2 separate regions of the Xenopus tropicalis genome follow, and region 2 is linked to region 1. Evidence: chromatin contacts called from public Hi-C data. All regions are on one chromosome and are shown on one strand. The core of a region is the stretch at or near the end of the contact, and the rest is flanking DNA. Distances in the headings are between cores, read along the strand shown.

Evidence for each region. Hi-C and Micro-C count contacts between places; a contact is called where the count stands out from the background.
Region 2: a contact with region 1 is called in a Hi-C map of neurula embryo, with 4 times the contacts expected there. The contact joins two enhancer-like sites. A contact is called at or near these places in 4 of 5 Hi-C or Micro-C datasets (brain, gastrula embryo, neurula embryo and 1 more).

What each region holds. Positions count from the first base shown.
Region 1 is chr5:145,869,914-145,874,098 of UCB_Xtro_10.0, forward strand. No RefSeq gene overlaps it. Among named protein-coding and RNA genes, the nearest start is that of mrpl19, 9.1 kb to the left of the region's middle. Within about 2 kb of position 2,263, at least 3 of the 11 cell types and tissues checked have an H3K27ac peak or open chromatin away from gene starts, as enhancers often do. A contact at or near this core is called in neurula embryo, where this site is marked.
Region 2 is chr5:146,048,081-146,052,265 of UCB_Xtro_10.0, forward strand. All of the region lies in intron 1 of LOC116411091 (a long non-coding RNA gene), which reads right to left. Among named protein-coding and RNA genes, the nearest start is that of spats1, 18 kb to the right of the region's middle. Within about 2 kb of position 2,146, at least 2 of the 11 cell types and tissues checked have an H3K27ac peak or open chromatin away from gene starts, as enhancers often do. A contact at or near this core is called in neurula embryo, where this site is marked.

The DNA.
Region 1 (4,185 bases), core at 1,013-3,512:
TATAATACATTTTATAACAACAGCACCTCCTGCTGGTCAGTTCCTGTAATTGTACAATCAACGAGAGAGACACAATTTCAGAAGGAATACAGAGACGTGTTCTGATGTTGCTCTGATCAGGGAGAAGATGGGAAAGGACATCTGATGCTTCTGATCAGCGATGAGTGAATCTTCCTTCTGAAGGCAAATCTCTCTGACTGTACAGTTATGGGAACTGACCCGCAGGTGGCGCTGTTGTTACGAAATTCATTTTAAAGGCAGTTGAAGATAGCTTTGAAACTGAAAAAAATGTAATGCCAATTGCAAAACTGCTTAGAAAAGAACCTTGAGCAATTTACATTCATTTTTTTTAAAGGTTTATTTATCTGAAACTGTATAATGACATTAATGCCCTGTTTCTGTATCTGTTTTTAGAATAAACTTTATTCATGTGAATCGGAAATGTCTGCCAAGGTTCTCACTGTGGTACTTGTGAGCTTAGATTGTAAGCACAATGGGACAGGGACCTCCTACCTGTTTCACACTTTGGGGCCGATTCACTACAGGTTGATAAAACGAGCGCTATCTATAGCATGCGTTAATAATGTTATCATAATTAAGAAGCGATGTTCTTTGCGTTATTTAACTCTCGATGAGCGATTTTCTTGTGCTATTTCCCGCCGCGTGCGTTATTTCCTGCTGTGCCTGATATATTTTGCCATGTGCGATATTAGCGCTCGATATTACGCACATAACCATTACTTTCTGAAAACTACTGTTCTGAAAATGCCCATTTCCCTGAAAACTGGCGGCTGCATCACTCTAGGGCCAACACAGACTTGAAAAAATACAACTACAAACTCCATGTTGTGTTGCCAAAAGCTCACAAACCGCAATTTTCTTTAAGTACCGCCTGCCCCAAGTAGGTGTTAATATTCACACAGACTAATGCGATATTTAGCGCGTCTAACGCTTCTTATGTGTTCGTGAATCATGCTTTAGTAATATTTCTATTCGCTCATTAACGCAATGCGTTAAAATTAACGTTTTGCGATGATGCGTTTTTTTGCGCATGCGATATGCGGATTAACGCATGCGAAATGACTTTGGTGGATCGGTATTTATTTATCGCATGCTGTTTAACACAAAAAGGCATGTGATAAGCGTTATCGACCTTTAGTGAATTGGCCCCTTAGTAGTTAATTTTACACATTTACTCTGTGTTATATTTTCTATTGCACCGACCTATGTCCGCTCTGTTATTGTAGGTACTTTGTATTGTACTATGTATTGTCATCAGGGCCGCTGCTGGCCAAATGGGTGCCCTAAGCAGAAATTTACTTTTGTGCCCCCCTCCCCCAAATATTTTGGAAGTAAAAATAAAATAATAAAAAAACCACCTACTATAGGGGCCCCACACACAGTGCCCCCAATATCACCCATAGATAATGCCCCCATAGTAAGTGCCCCCAATAGCCCCCATAGACAGTAGCCCAATACACAGTAGCCCCCCCCCCTTCTTCTTCGGCTCTGCTCCTTTTGCGGCAGCGGCAGGCCCTTTTATAAGGTTGCGCCCCATGCATATGACGTCACACGTACCACGGGGCGCAACATTATAAAAGGGCCTGTCACCGCCGCACAAGTTGCAGAGCAGCAGAAGAAGCCGATGGTAGGGTACAGCCAACGCATCTCGCTGTGCTTGATAGTTCAATGAATGTCCCGGAAATGCGGGACATTGATTGAACATCCCGGGACAGCGGGATGCGCTATAAAAACCGGTGGGACAGTGTTGGGGGGTATGTTATAATATATAAAATTGATTTTTTTGAGCAGCTGGGATGGTGCCCCCCTGGGAGTTGGTGCCCTGTGCAGACTGAGTACTCTGCTTATAGGGAGCAGCGGCCCTGATTGTCATGTACAGGGCTGTGTGCACAACTGGCACTATATTAACCCACATATCCATGTGTCATAGGTCTTAGACTTCAATTCATTTTATATTCTCATACGGCTCTGCTAATTATTTAAACACAGGAGTAAATTACTAACAAAGGGAAAGTAAGCCAGAGTGGAGCTTATAGCAATGAATCAGATTGGGTTTCATTATTCTTGATGCAGTGCTCTAAGGGTGACCAGTGGGTTACAGGCCAGTAGGACTTAATACTCTATAAATGTTTTTCTTCTTGGTAAATTTGGTGTCATTCTTGCCCCACAGGAGCAGCTGATATAACCCAGCCCATTTGTGTTTAATTAACACCATCATTGCTAGCAAAGGACCTCATGCAGGGACAGCTTTTGTGTAAATGAAGGGGGGGATGTTTAGTTAACCCTTTCACTTCAAATGTCTTCATACGTCAGTTGTGTGCTCGAGAACTCTACAGCCGTTGCTCTTATTGACTGCAATACAGCAGAGGCAAAAGAATTAGGAGGTTTTTAACCTATTTAAAGTTAAAGACCTCCAGCATTAATGCATAATAATAAGCAGGACTTCAATAATGTGGTGCTGCAGAAAAAAGGTGCAAATTTGCTAAATTCGGAAAGGCACTTGCACCCAAAGCCACTACTTGACTTTTCTCATAGTCGTACTCTGTGCCAATATTTCCATCCCCACCTTCTGTTCCAAATCAAACCCGTCGGTGCACACAAACTTGCGGCTAAAAAATCGGCACCAATGCCAAGCACCATAAACAATGCAATACTGACACCAAAAATTCCCAGTGCAATTGCGTACAATATACATATAAGTGCATGGACAACTGTAATTTTGCTTTGCTTATTAGCCACTATTGTGCCAGCCACATCCAGCCGCAGTTATGCTGAAACTATTGGAAATAAAACACTGCAATCTGCATTTTGCCCACTGCACTTGTGGCTGTAAATAAGGCCTATTTTTTGCCCGAGAAATGACAGACAATTACAGGGAGTGCAAGAGAATTCCCTGCCTGTTCAATGCATTTGATTGACACATGTAAGATATTGGCTGGTAAAAAAAAACCATGGTGTATTACACTCATTTTTTTGTACTTGATAAATGAGGCCTTAGATAATACCATGGTAATGTTTGTAAAACCCATCACCTTCCCTCAAGTGCACGCTTGCTGGCTCGTAGCCCAGGTACCGCCTCCAGATTTATGTTGTTTTCTTTCCATTACGTAATCTCTAGCTGCACCATTCATCAACATTCATGCAAGGAACAGGGACTTGGCACAAGGAAACATCTAAAGCTGGCCATACACACACCGATATAATCACAAGAAACAACGATTCGTATGATTTTTGGGTTATGTGAGGCTTCCAGATTATCATCCCAACAATTTTTGTACCATGACACTGAGTGGTTTAATCAATCAGACAGGTTAGGCAGTTTCTGTCAGATAACGATAAAATCTGTGCCCATATCCATGGGCGACCTGCAATGTATTTCCGGGACACTTTCATACGATTGTCTGCCAGAACATTGTCAGATTTTTTTTATTTTTAGGACTGTAGTCCTACATTTTCAAACTGAATGTTTACAGAATAGAGGGGTACAAAAGACAGAACAGTTAACATGTACATATAAACAATTCAAAAAAATGGTTTGCAGTTGCATGAGGATCGGAGAGTTGGATGAGGATCGGAGACACTTGGGGGAGGGCCCTGCTCGCAAGAGCTTACATTCTAAAAGTTGTCTGACTTGACATTAGATGACAGTTGCTTGGATTTCCCACCTGCCCAGTTCCCATGTGGCTCCCTTGTGTGATGGTTCTGTCAGCGTCATAGCAATGAACATGCAGATTACCTACAGGCAAGAAAAACACTGTCATGGAGTCAAATTCAAAGAGGAATGGATAGATGAAAGTGATGGGAAGACCAGTACAGTATATGGGAGAAGTGAGGAAAAAGGCAGGGCACACAGGAAAGAGGTGGAGAGAAGAAAGAGGAAAAAGAAGGGGCTTAATTCTAAAGGAAGGGGGTGGAAAGAGAATGCAGAAGAATGCAAAGAAAAACTGTGGAGAACATTCAAAAGGCTGAAGGAGAAGGATTAAATTGTGCTGAAGAGAGAGGTGGGAAGATTATAAAGGACTGGTTGGGGGATTCAGAGCAAAAGAAATAATGGGAAAGTGGGCAGATAATGTGAAATAGTTCCTAATAATCAGCATGGTAAAGGAAAAGAAATGAAGAATTCAGAGAAGATGGTGAAAGAGAAGAGGAGAGAATGTGAACAAT
Region 2 (4,185 bases), core at 896-3,395, 180 kb after region 1:
ATGGGTCACTGGAGCAGGGACAAGGGAATGTTGTGTTTGCCATTACAATCATTCTTAAGTTATAGAGCCGGAGTGTAATGAGCGTGTGACCCCAATAATTCATACAGATTGGACCATGCCCAGTTCTGCTCAGGTTGCTACATAGCTGTCATCTAAAGGAGGTAATTTGAACAGTTTGACCCAGTGCTGCATGGCAAGAGAGGATTATATTACATTTAGCAAATAATGTTATTGTAGCAGGAAAGATCACATGAGGCTGCAAACACATTGGTCAGAATGGAACCTAAGGCCCTGGAGCTGAAAGGCAATGGCAGCAAAGAGATGATTCTATGCTAAATTCATATGTGATACAGAAGGCAAAGTAATGACTGGGTGGCAAAGATAGGGGCCCAGTTCCCCCCTGTGACCTGCCCAAACCCATTGCTGGAATTCATGTTTCCAAACCCACCAGTTCAGCATGCAGGCCCAGACTGGGATACAAAATAGGCCTTGGAATTTCAAGTACACAGAGGCACAAACAGCCCCACCAGCCCACTAAATAGTAACTGTCTATGGCATCTTACAGCCCCCCTGGCATTTGCCAGAACCCACAGATTGCCAGTCCAGATCTGCCAGCTAAATTCATTATTTGGAAGTTACATTGTGGAACATTTATTAGGGGTTGTTATATTACATGCATTTGTGGCTTCCTCAGCCCAACTTCTTTTTCCAAACTGCACCCAACACACTCATGCTGTTTCCCATCCATTAATTGGTTTATTCCAGCATGGTTGGGCTGTTGCCTTATATATCTCAGAAGTGCCACATGTGTTTTTGTCCCACCATGTTGTTGTGATTTGATCCCATTTTTATTGTATGATGGAATAAGATGTATTTTAAAGACAATATCAATTATTAGTGAATGAGCACGTCAATTTCTTCATTAATGAGGTTTTCCTGCTACATGCTTGATGTTGTTGAGCATAATTGACCTATAATCATAATGATCTATTGCCTTTCTGCTTTTATTTATTAAATTATGGTAAAAACCATGTCCAGAACCAGGGGACTGGAAGAGCCCGGTCAGTGCTCCACATAAAGTCACAGAAGTCAGTGCTCCACAGAAAGCTGTGAAGGCTCAGCCTTGTTAGTAATTATGATTAGACTTTTCCCTTCTCTACCGTTATCTCGTTTGTGAGCGGTTATAGGCCCAGTTCTTGTGGATTCCCTGGTTCTAACACCTGGCCTGTTTCTAGTTATTGTTTGGTTTGCCTGCTGCTTGCCTTGACCTCTGGTCTGAAATTTTTTGCCCTTTAGCGAAGGGCAAAGACAGACGGGGCAATTAATCACCGCAATTTTTAAATCCCCAGTCGTGGAAACGGAAAACTACCACGTGGGACTAGTTGGCCTCTCCTGTGTCTCCCTATAATTTGGGGACAATACTTCCTATTAGACCTAAACCTACTTGTCTTAAAAATATTGTTGCATTAACATAGATTGCAAGAAGTACAATATAACCAATGTGGCTGAGAGTACAAGAGTGTTCCTGGGTACCAAGGATAACAATCTAAAACGATTTGTAGACAGGAAAACATTTAGAAAATTAGTACAGGTATGGGACCTGTTATCCAGAATGCTCTGGACCTGGAGGTATTGGACTTAAGATTGCTAAGAAATAATGTAACATTAAATAAGCCCAATAGGATTGCTTTGCCTCCAATATTGATTATTACAGAGTAAAATTAAATCAATATTCAAAATCGGAATTATTTGATTAAATTGCACTCTATGGAAGGTGGAATTCTTGTAACAGGTTTCTGGATAAGGGATCCCATACCTGTATTCTAAAAAAGAGAAAGAGAAGTCATTTAAGTCCGTAAATTCTACAAATAGTACATTAATTATAGTTTTTTATTATTATTATTTTATTACAGTACTTTAATTTGCACATGGAAAAGGTGATGCCCAGTGACCACATTCACTTCCATGAAAACGGCAGCCTTAATATGGATTCTGGTTTCCATCTGGCGAGCTTGTCTGTGGGGCTGTGTATACAGAATAAACCATCAGGAGTGAGATTTCACACAGCCAGTGTGTTCTTGCTGGGATAAACCAAGAACATGAAATTCCTCTCAGTAAATGAGGCGTGACCTTTCCTTCCTGGGAGCAGGGTGGCTATCCCAAAGCCCAGACTAAAGGACACCCACAATGCATCTGGCTATTGAACAGCACGGGCATAGCGAGCCCTTGGGCTTAATCTGTTAGGAGATACTTATTTTCAACCAATAAAGTCATTTTTCATGGTTTCTGATCTCTATGTATTTACTGGGGCAATTCTGCATCTGCTCAGAGAAGTTCATACATTATTAAACCCTAATGTTATTTACAATGCAAATGAAAAGAATTCCATTAGGTAAATCTTTAGCAGCGATTCATTAAGCTGCAGGGGAAGACTTTCCTAAGGTTTCCTTATTCTGCTAGAGGGGCTCCCTGTTTGCTTGGAGAGGGTCCAGCTTGGCTTCATGTCAGGAATAGTCATTGTAAATCCACAAAATGGTGGAGTTGGATTCTTCTGGGGACAAGCAAATATTACTATAGGCATCTCGAAAACATTAATGATAATGCCATTAGCCCATTTTAATCTCAGCACTTGTCCTTCAATGATGGCCGAAGCCACAGAACCAGCTGACTCCTAGCACAGGATCCAATATGGTTTCAGCCAGTGCCTAATACTCTATGTAGAGTGCAAACCATTAGTAATTAGAAATATTAATTACCCCCTTTGTCAGGAACCATCATAAGTTTTTGTCAAAGTTGCTGAGCATTGATTGAGAACTTTCTCAATGTTATGTTTACTTGTGGGCCTTAGGGGCCAACTGCAAACTCTTAGGGGCAGATTTACCCTAACCTAACTTACCCTAACTGGACTGAAATGAAAAAGTATGTGTGGGGAAAAGTCATAGAAAAGTTGTGAAACTGAGGCATTTTCGAATTGTCATATGGAAACCTCTAATTGTTGCACAAAAAACCAGCATCAAAAATCCAAAAACCTCTAAAGTTTCAAAGTAAAGAAGGATCCTTTAGGGAAGGGAAGGGACATCTGCCATTGACTTCTACATGATCTCGGCAGGATTTAGCTGGTGTATTGTCGAATTCAGATTTTTGGCAGTTTTGATGCATAGTAAATTAGTTTTTTTTCCGGCAACTTTCAGCACTGAAAAATCCAAATCAAAAACCATTATTAAATTGCCCCCTTAATGTCTCATACTCCCTCACCTGAAGTATGTTTAGCATCAGCCCCTAACATCCACTACCTTTGTGTCTAGATTTAGAATAGTTCAGTCTTCTGGAACAACCCAACCTAGTACAGTAGAAAAGATACAAGAGGGCCTACAGCAGGATGATGGTTTAGGCCCTCTATTTTATAATCAGCAAACACAGTAACCCAACCCAATCAAATGCCCAAGGGACCCGCTGCAGCAGGCATATCAAACTTGAATGATACGGAGGGTCAAATTAGTGATGCACCAAATCCTGAATTTAATTTGTGATTCAGCCAAATTTGAGTGCCTGGTCAAACCAAATCCAACCCTTAAAATCACATGACTTGCAAGCTGGCTGACCCACCAGCACCATCCCCACACCCCCCAACATTTACACCTCTCCATCCCCCATTGCTGCTGCTGATCACTCGCTCTTCCCCTGCCAGTTGCTTGTTTATTCAACTCCACTCACCAGTCCCCTAGTTCACATTCCCTCCTCAGGGTTTGGCCCCCCACTCTGTTGCACCATAGGCAGCCTTTGGCCCTTACCCCTAGTCTGCCTGCGCGACTTTACACCAAGTGACTATGGAAGGTGGCGATTTTTCTTGAGGGGAGTCACTTATTTGCATAAGAAAATTAGGGTTCAGGTTTCAGCCTGATTCTTTAGGTTGGATTCAGTCAAATCTGAAAAATGGATATGCAGTGCGTCCCTGGCCTAAGTGGCGCCATGTTTATACTTGAGTTTCCATTAGCAATGCCTTGTTCATTAAAGGAGAAAGAAAGGTACAAACGAAGTAAGCTTTATCAGAAAGGTCTATGTAAATACAACCATAAGCACTCACAGAAACGCTGCACTGACTTCTCTGCCAAAAGATTTGTTGTCTCTGTTTTCCTGTGCCAGAAACACGCAGCTCTCTGCTCTCTCCTGCTCCCCCCTCCCTCA